Linked DNA regions of Mus musculus: region 2 is linked to region 1. The links are chromatin contacts, called in public promoter capture Hi-C maps. All regions are on one chromosome and are shown on one strand. Each heading gives the region's core, a stretch centred on a gene start, on an enhancer-like site or on the middle of the called end of the contact. The rest is flanking DNA. Distances are from core to core; before and after follow the strand shown.

What was found. Promoter capture Hi-C pulls out the DNA fragments that hold promoters and counts their contacts.
Region 2: a promoter capture Hi-C map of pre-B cells shows a contact between it and region 1, with 2.0 times the contacts expected there. The contact joins the promoter of Tada1 here to the promoter of Blzf1 in region 1. A contact is called at or near these places in 5 of 39 promoter capture datasets (the HPC-7 cell line, hippocampal neurons, liver and 2 more) and 1 of 9 other capture datasets (adipose tissue).

What each region holds. Positions count from the first base shown.
Region 1 is chr1:164,305,833-164,310,113 of GRCm38.p6, forward strand. It overlaps Blzf1 (basic leucine zipper nuclear factor 1), which reads right to left and starts at 1,652. Exons shown (of 7, transcript NM_001160209.1): 1 at 1,315-1,652; 2 at 607-684. The coding sequence starts at 646. Nme7 (NME/NM23 family member 7) reads left to right here and starts at 1,840. Exons shown (of 14, transcript NM_138314.4): 1 at 1,840-1,922; 2 at 2,228-2,418.
Region 2 is chr1:166,376,321-166,380,509 of GRCm38.p6, forward strand. Tada1 (transcriptional adaptor 1) reads left to right here and starts at 2,847. Exons shown (of 8, transcript NM_030245.3): 1 at 2,847-3,156. The coding sequence starts at 3,083.

The sequences.
Region 1 (4,281 bases), core at 402-2,901:
CAGCATTTCCAAATTCATTTGTTCATAGAATCATTTCCACCTGATCCTTATTATTTAAATGCCCCAGACCTTACTATCTGTTTGCTAAATTAACTGTCATCACTGTATTTTTAATGTACAAGTCTACAATTTTAATATTTAGTTAAATTGTTTATTTTAGGTTTGCGATGAGCCCTATAGGTAATGGTCCACCCCTCCTATGATGGCAGTGCTATTCACATGCTTGAGAGAAAGTTCTGTTGTTATACTGACAATCACATTGCTCTCCCGAGACAGTTAAAGGATGCAGACAAGTGACATCAAATATAGGTATAGTTTTCATTGATCCATGTAGCACAAACATCTGTTTTCACTAACAATAGTTACAGTGTAGTAAAAATAAAACGAACAGTTGTATTACCTGCCTTACTAGATAATCAAGGGGGAGCTCTCTGAGTTCAAGGCCAATGAGTTCTAGGGCAGCCAAGGCAACCCAGAGAAACCCTGTCTCAAATAACGCCCTCCTACTCCAAAATAAACCCAAAACACAACCCTCCCCCCCAAACCAAAAAAGCAACCAATCAAACAAAAAACCAAATCAATTATTATCAAAACAAAAACACTTACCTTTGTTTTCCGAACTTTTAAGGGTAGTCATTTTTTCCATAACTAATGAGAATACAATCCAAGACTTTCACCGAAGACCTAGAGATGTATACATACGAAAGAATTAAAGCAATAACAATATATTCAGAGAATGCATCTACTTTAAAAGTTATTTTTTAATTGTTTCTGTCTTTAGTACCCACGTTCTTCATTATTTCCTTTTGACGGGCTGTAATGTATACCTGTTAAATAATGAAAACCCAGGCATAGGTTTAAGTGGTCTCTGGAGTCTAGACTGTAGAATAGGTGACCACACGTCCTAAAAGCTGACTGTTCCTAGATGTATACGATTCAGTACCCGGTCTAACTTCCTGAACATCACAAATCCTTGCCCTGGGAATGCATCCTGAAACTCTATCCAATGGCAAACAGAGACTTTAAAGTCAGAAACTTCGCTGGGACCATGCGATGCCGATGAGCAAGTGTCCTTGTCTAAGAAACACCGGGTGAAGGTGTGGGGAGGCATGGGTGCCGAGTTTAAAAGGAGAGGAGGTGGAAAAATTAAGCCTGTCAGCCTCATTCCCCAGGAGTATGAGCCCAAGTTTGTCCCTGTCAGGAGGAGCCTCTTCCCAGAACAACCTTTAAATCCCAAACCAATGGCTGCCGAACTCCAGCCCAGACCATCCTCTTCCCACCGCGTCCGGCACACGGGCCGGCTCCAGGACTTACCTGTGATATCCTTACTTCAATGTCCACCGCTCAGGCTCTTCACTCGCTCAGCAGCCGGCTGACTTGTAAACTCCCCTGGCACTCGGAAGCCAACCCGCCCAAGCCTCCCTGACACGCAGCGCCTCGCTCACTCTAATCACTTCCTATTACACAGGGTTTCATTTCCGGAATGCTCTTCTGAAGGACAAGGACCAACTGACACTTCGTGCTGTGTGTAAAATGAAGAGAGACAGGGTCTACTATGTATCGGCTCGGAAAGCGAAAACTGGAAGATATCTACTTAAAAAAAAAGTACCAATAGATAATGCAAGCGGTATGGACGCTTAAACTTCCGGGTCACTACCAGCCAGACGGAAGTGAACGCGTTGGAACGGAGAAGGTGGCGTCGCGTTGCCCCAGGCGATGAGGCAAAGGGTGGATCTTTGAGTGAATGGGCGGGGCCTAATTACTCCCAGCCAATGGAGACGAAGCAGCTTCGAGGCGGCGTCTTCGAAGCAGTGGCTGGAGGAAGGCGGGGCTTGCGTTGCCAGAGTAACCGGATCATTGGTGGTGGTGTAGTCTTCCTGTGTACAGGAATCTATTTCCTGTGCTGAGATCTACAAACTATGGTAAGTGTTATAGGGAGGCCCTATGAAAGGCTCCGAGACCCTGGTTACGGAACATCCAAGTCTTTGGGCGATTGGGCACCCCGCCTTTCATCACCTCTTACCTCGCTAGGAGCAGTTCCTTCTGCCTCTGCGCACCCCTTTTCTTGCAGCACCCTAATTTCCATTTTAGCGCCACTAAGACCTCAAGCTAGAGCAATGTAACAGAAAGTAAATGGGGGTGATATGGAATCTAAGAAAACCCGATGAGAATTATTTCGAATAAACCGTTTATAAGCTTGCATTGTTTATCTTTTTCGTTTTTCAAGCTTGCAGACCCTTATCGACGTGGTGCTGTCTCAACACTAACTTGGATCTGAATCTCCCTGAGTGCTGGAGTCAGTTCTCCCAAGCGGTGGAGTTCTACCTTGCATCTCCTACCAGGACCGCTTAGTAATAGCTGTCTGCTGGCTCAGCGTCTAGTTCATTTCATACTTTCCAGATCACTGTGTTTTAGCAGGTATGTTTTTCAGGATTACTTGGAGAGTTCTAGCATTCACCAACACCACCATAAATTATGACTGAATAGGAATGGGGCTTGATACTTTGCGTTTTAATAAGCCTTTAGATGGTTTTAATGTACCCATTGCTCTAGTGCACAGAGTTCTAGTTAACTCATCTTTAGTCATCTCTGCACTTGTGCGTGGTGGACGGGACAGAGCAAAATGTTGCCTTCAGGTGGGTGTAGCTGTGACTTAGCAAGAGGCATCTGCACAATGAGGCTTTCTCATTGACTGACGTTCAGCAGTCCTTTTTGTTAACCAATCTGGTCCTTTGGTACCAAAGAGACCTTTTCAAACCTTTACTTCACAGACCCAATCTCTTTCCTCCCTCTTTTCTCCTTTCTAGGCACTTGACAGAATCTAAGAGGCAATGTATTCAGTATTGGATTCCAAATAATCAATGATTTTACCTATTCTGTAGCCTCGTATTTCTACTTTAACGAAGGAAGTGTGGAAGTGACCGTTCATCTGTTTTGCTCTTGATTTCTCTTGCTCCCATCTATTGTAACCATTTGTGGCATGAAGTTAGTTAGCATTTGATCTGGTGTGTGTGTGTGTGTGTGTGTGTGGTGTATGCTGATTTTGTTTTGTTTTGTTTTGTTTTTCGAGACAGGATTTCTCTGTATAGCCCTGGCTGTCCTGGAACTCACTTTGTAGACCAGGCTGGCCTCGAACTCAGAAATCCGCCTGCCTCTGCCTCCCAAGTGCTGGGATCAAAGGCGTGCGCCACCTCGCCCAGCTAAGCTGATTATTATATAAGTACTTTTCTTACTGTGACTCATGATTCATCAAAATCAAAACTTGGTCCTTGAGCATGAAGAGTGGAATTCTCCGGGCATGCAGGCTTACCTTAGAGACAGTCCTCTTACTGTTTGGTAGAAAAACTGGGGCTGGGGGTGGGGTGGGGTGGGGTGGGGGAGGCCTAAAAACAGTTAATTAAAAATCTCAGGGTTCCCCCTCCCCTCCATTTGCTGTCAGTCCTTTCTGAGAAGCAGCAAAATGTTTTGAAAGGAGGGGAAGCTAGATGTCCTTCCCTCCGTGTGCAGTCTGGGCACAGGCAGACAGATGTATGTGGCAAAGGCCGATAGGGTGATAGTGTCTGTGGAGGATGGAGGTTGTTCACTGACATAAGTATATAACCAGCATTGGGGGTGGCTCCGTTGGTGAAGCACTTGTCTTGCAAGCGTGAGGACCTATATTCAGTCCCCCAAATGCACTCAAAACAAAAGCTAGACATGGTGGCATGTGCCTGTAATCCCAGCACTGGAGAGATGGAGACAGGTGGATCACTGGTTGGCCAGCCTATCCTATTTAGTACATTCCAGGCCTGTCTCAAAAACCAAACAAGTAGTAACAAAGGGACCCGTATCATACAAGGAGAGAACTAACTCCCCTAAGTTGTCCTATGACTTCTATATATGTACTCTGATACACGCATTCATGATACATAAATGTAAAATTAATGAGGAATGACACCCAAGGATATCCTCTATCTTCTACATGCATATGCATACACGTTTTTGTGTGCCCCAACACACGTGTATATACACACAATGAGTTCCAGGCAAGCCAGAGTTGTGTAGTGAGACCCTGTCTACACACCTACACACACACACACACACACACACACACACACACACACACATGGGAGAGAGAGAGAGAGAGAGAGAGAGAGAGAGGGGGGGGGGGGAGAGAGAGAGAGAGAGAGAGAGAGAGAGAGAGAGAGAGAGAGAGAGAATAAATAGTTTGACATGCAGTCAAGGTCATCACAAGATGTGGTTTTCAAACTGAGATTTTAGTAATAGAAAAGATCTCAGGTG
Region 2 (4,189 bases), core at 1,597-4,096, 2.1 Mb after region 1:
AAGTAGGTAAGGGGCTATCTCCAGTGATTTTCAAAGCCAAGACTCAGTAGTCGGAGTCTCACTCATTTGTAAGCCTGACGGGGATACATTTAAATTGGTTTAACTACATAAAAAGAACCAGAAAAGAAGCCAAAAGATTAGAGCATATTGCCACAGTTAGTATGAGGCCAAGCAGAGAAATCTAGGAGAGGCCAAGAGAAAGAAGCCAGATTGAATCAGTCAGCTTGGAGAGCTGGAGCCAGAGCAGCTGAGTTGAACCAGCCAGCCAGAGTTCATAAAGAGCTGGAAAGCGTGAGCGCAGTCAGCAGTGAGCCTCAGAGGCTGAAATATTCTAGGCCTAGGTTAGCAGCTTTCAGGACTAGGCTTACAGATAGAGGCAGTCAGCCTCACAGACATCTGCATCAGATGAATAAAAGTTATTTTTACAGTGTGGCCTGGCCTACACAATAGTCCCAGTAGTTAGGATGTGGCCTAGCCTAAGAGTCTGTTGACAGATGAACAACCTATGTGTGTGTGTGTGTGTGTGTGTGTGTGTGTGTGTGTGTATATATATATATATATGTCATATATAAGTCATTCATATATATGAATACAAAGTGTGACAACACAGTTCAGTTGCATCTTGAGGACATACTATGTGAAATAAAGACACAACATTAAAAAAAGTATGCCACAATTTCATTCATAGGAGGAATTTAAAGTAATCAAATTCATAGAGTGAAAGGTTAGTAGGGGCTGGGAGAAGGAGAAATGGGAAGTAACTAAGTAGACTCTAGAGATCTTCTTATACATTGTTGTACACACAGTGATACACAGTTACAAAATCTGTTACAGGTAGATCTCTTGTTGTGTTCTTCCAAAAAATATGCTAAAGCAAAAACAATGCTGTTTAAGATGCTGAAAACTGAGAAATAAACAGAGACAAAGCTTTTATAAATATGCAAGTAAAATAGTTATATGAAATCAGGTGGTGAAAGGGCTCGGTGGTAATGGTGCTCCTCACCGAGCCTGATCACGAGCTCACTTGCTGGAACACACGTGGCAGAAGGGCAGACCTGAGTCCTTTGTTCTTTGACCTCACACGTGGGCTGTGACCCTTGAGTCCCTACACACATACGCATGTAAATAAATAAATGAATGAATAAATAATAGTAAATTAAAAGCTGCTATGAAAAATAAACCAGTGGGTATCTTCCTTTTTTGTTGTGTTGGCCTATGGAAATAAATTGCAGAAAGTGGGCAATATTTAAGAGTAATATTATCCGCCCCCAGTCACCCACCCTACTGGAAGGGACTGGGTATCAGGTGTGCAGCAGAGGCCGTTAAATGCACGTGATGAAAAGTGAGCAGCCTGACCACTTCTGCAAGCACCCGGAAGGCTGCTGGGTTTAAACTGGGGCTTCCTTTTGAATATAGGGAGGATTATTTTAAAAACTGGGAGGCGCTTGACCACAGGGACGAGACATTCATAACGATTCCTGCCACCCGATCCCATGATTCTCTTACAGGATTCTGTCCTAAAGTAATAATTACAAATGAGGAGAATCTGCATAAAGATGCTTGTTAAAATATTTCTTTTAATACAGGAGAAAACCCCAGTTTAATAGACAGGAAAGAAGTCATTGTATGCATCTTATCTGTGCAGTATTTAACAGGGCCCGCTGCTCACAACCACCTGTAAATTCACTCACAACGACATCTACCTAAAAACAAAATCTTTAAAAAATTATGCTGTCATTAAAAGTATGAACATTAGCCGGGCAGTGGTGGCACATGCCTTTAATCCCAGCACTTGGGAGGCAGAGACAGGTGGATTTCTGAGTTCAAGGCCAGCCTGTTCTACAAAGTGAGTTCCAGGACAGCCAGGGCTATACAGAGAAACCCTGTCTCAAAAAACAAACAAACAAACATGAACATTAAGGCAAAATAATAGCCTGGTGTCAGATAGCCAGGGCTACAAAGAGAGACCCTATTTCAAGAACAAACAAGCTGGGCATGGTGACCCATGCCTTTAGTCCCAGCCAGCACTAGAGGCAGTTGGATCTATGTGAGTTAAGAGGCCACTCTGTCAAAACGAGAGAGAGAGAGAGAGAGAGAGAGAGAGAGAGAGAGAGAGAGAGAGAGAGAGAGACTTTAAAAGTAGGCTTTAAAAAGTTTTAAGCTGAACACAGCTATGGCTTCCTAGTGTAGTATATATGTGCATATTCGAGTGTGAATTTGGAATTTGAGAGAGGACAAGCTAGCTTGTGGGTCCTTCCACTTGACCTTGACTTGAAACGAGGTTCTTTGCGTCTTTTCCTCTGTGGGTCAGGCTAACTAGCTGCTGAGACTCCTCCTGTTACCTCCCCTAGGACCTTTGGTAGTCCTGCTTGGGAATTATTTTTATTTGATCTGTCAATAGTGAATGTTCAGAACTTGAGTAACATAAATCCTGCCTTCAGGCAGCTCTCGTTTTAGTTGCAGGAGGCAGAAAACGAGATCGACCAACTAAATGTCACAATAGGTGGTGAGCACTTGGCAAAAAAATGAGGACAAGAGGATAAATTAGATATTGCATGCACTCGGGGACCTGAGCTCTTCCTTCTGGGAAGAGCTGACCTGCAGTCAGGGCGGGGCCTGGCCGGAGGGCGGGCGGGGCGGTCAAGTTCGCGCCCCGGGGGCCGCCGCGGGCGGGCAGGCGGGCGTAGGTTGGGCACGCGCCCACCAGGGGAAGCGGGTCACGTGAGCCAAGAGGCGGGAGTTGGCGAAGGGAGTTTGGCTGGGTGCTTTCCCAACTGCGAGACGGCGGGGCCAAGAACCAAACCCACGCAACGTCTCCCTAGCGGATGGGGGCGGGGCCGCCGAGCAGAGCCGAGCCGAGCCGAGCCGAGCGGAGCCGAGCCGAGCCGAGCGGAGCCGAGCCGAGCCGAGCCGAGCCGAACCGAGCCGAGCCGAGCCGAACCGAGCCGAGCCGAGCCGAGTGGAATCGAGTCGAGTCGAGCCTCCAGCGTCCGGCGCGCAGGCCTTCCGCCGCGTTGATCTTTCGGTTGCTGGTGGCCGTGGGCCGCGCGGTCTACGGTCGGGCTGAAAGACGCGCGCTGCAATGGCGACCTTTGTGAGCGAGCTGGAGGCAGCCAAGAAGAACTTGAGCGAGGCGCTGGGGGACAACGTGAAACAGTAAGAGCCGCGGGGACCAGCCTCCGGGCCTGTCCGTGGGTGTGCCCCAAGCTCGGGGCTGCCGTAGTCCCTGGACTCTCTTCACCTCCCGGAGGCCGTAGGCGTCTCGCGGCCGCCACGGCTCCCGTGCGGGCTCCGCCGGGACTCGAGGCGCTGGAGGACTTTCTCCTGGGCGTCCCGACACCGGTGATACCCGCGTGGGGGCGGGAGCAGCGCCCTAGGCGCCCCGGAGTCGGTAGAGCGGGGGGCGCGCCGGGGCGGGGTGGGGGGGCCCGGAGGGCTTCCCGGAGGCGGAGGCCCGCGTTGCTCAGGGGCCAGCTAGAAGAGCTGTGAAAGCGGGTTCGGAAGGCACAGAGACCCCAAGTGAAGTCGGTCGGTCACCCACCTTACAACCACAGCATCCAAGGGGGCGGCTGCCTAGCCGGCCGTAGGACGCCTTTCCCAGTGTTCCACACGGGCCAGCCAATCCTCAGACCTGAGATCGGCACAGTTCGTACTCGAGAGACAGAGATTACTTATTCCCCCAAAGTCACTGCCCAAGGATGGGACTGAGGCTTCTGGTTCCCGCCGTGTGATGCTTTTCAGGGGTTACTTGGAAAGTCCTCCCGTTCCCCACACCGCCGGGCTGTCAGCAGGGACTGGGGCAGAGTGACAGCTCTATAAGCAGTAGCCTGCGGCAGCCGGAGGAGGAGCCTCGATCTTTTGGGGGAACTTCAATTCTGGCAAACCCGTATTTCCTGGCACTGAAGTTGAAATGATTGACAAGAGCAGCCCGTGAAGCAGAGGTGGTGTTAATAGAAAGGCCGTCAGAAAAGCTTAGGTGCAAGCTCCTCGTCGGAACCCCTCTTTAAAAGGCTTTAAATAAATAAATAAATAAATAAATAATAAGTATTATTATTTGTAGATTTTTAAGCACCGGAATTAAAAAGAGATGCCCAGGGAAATAAGACATACCCAGATGTGGACTTCTCAATGGAGAGTCACAAGTTGTGCGTTTTGGCAGCTGTCTTGTTACACCCAAGAATTTTGTACA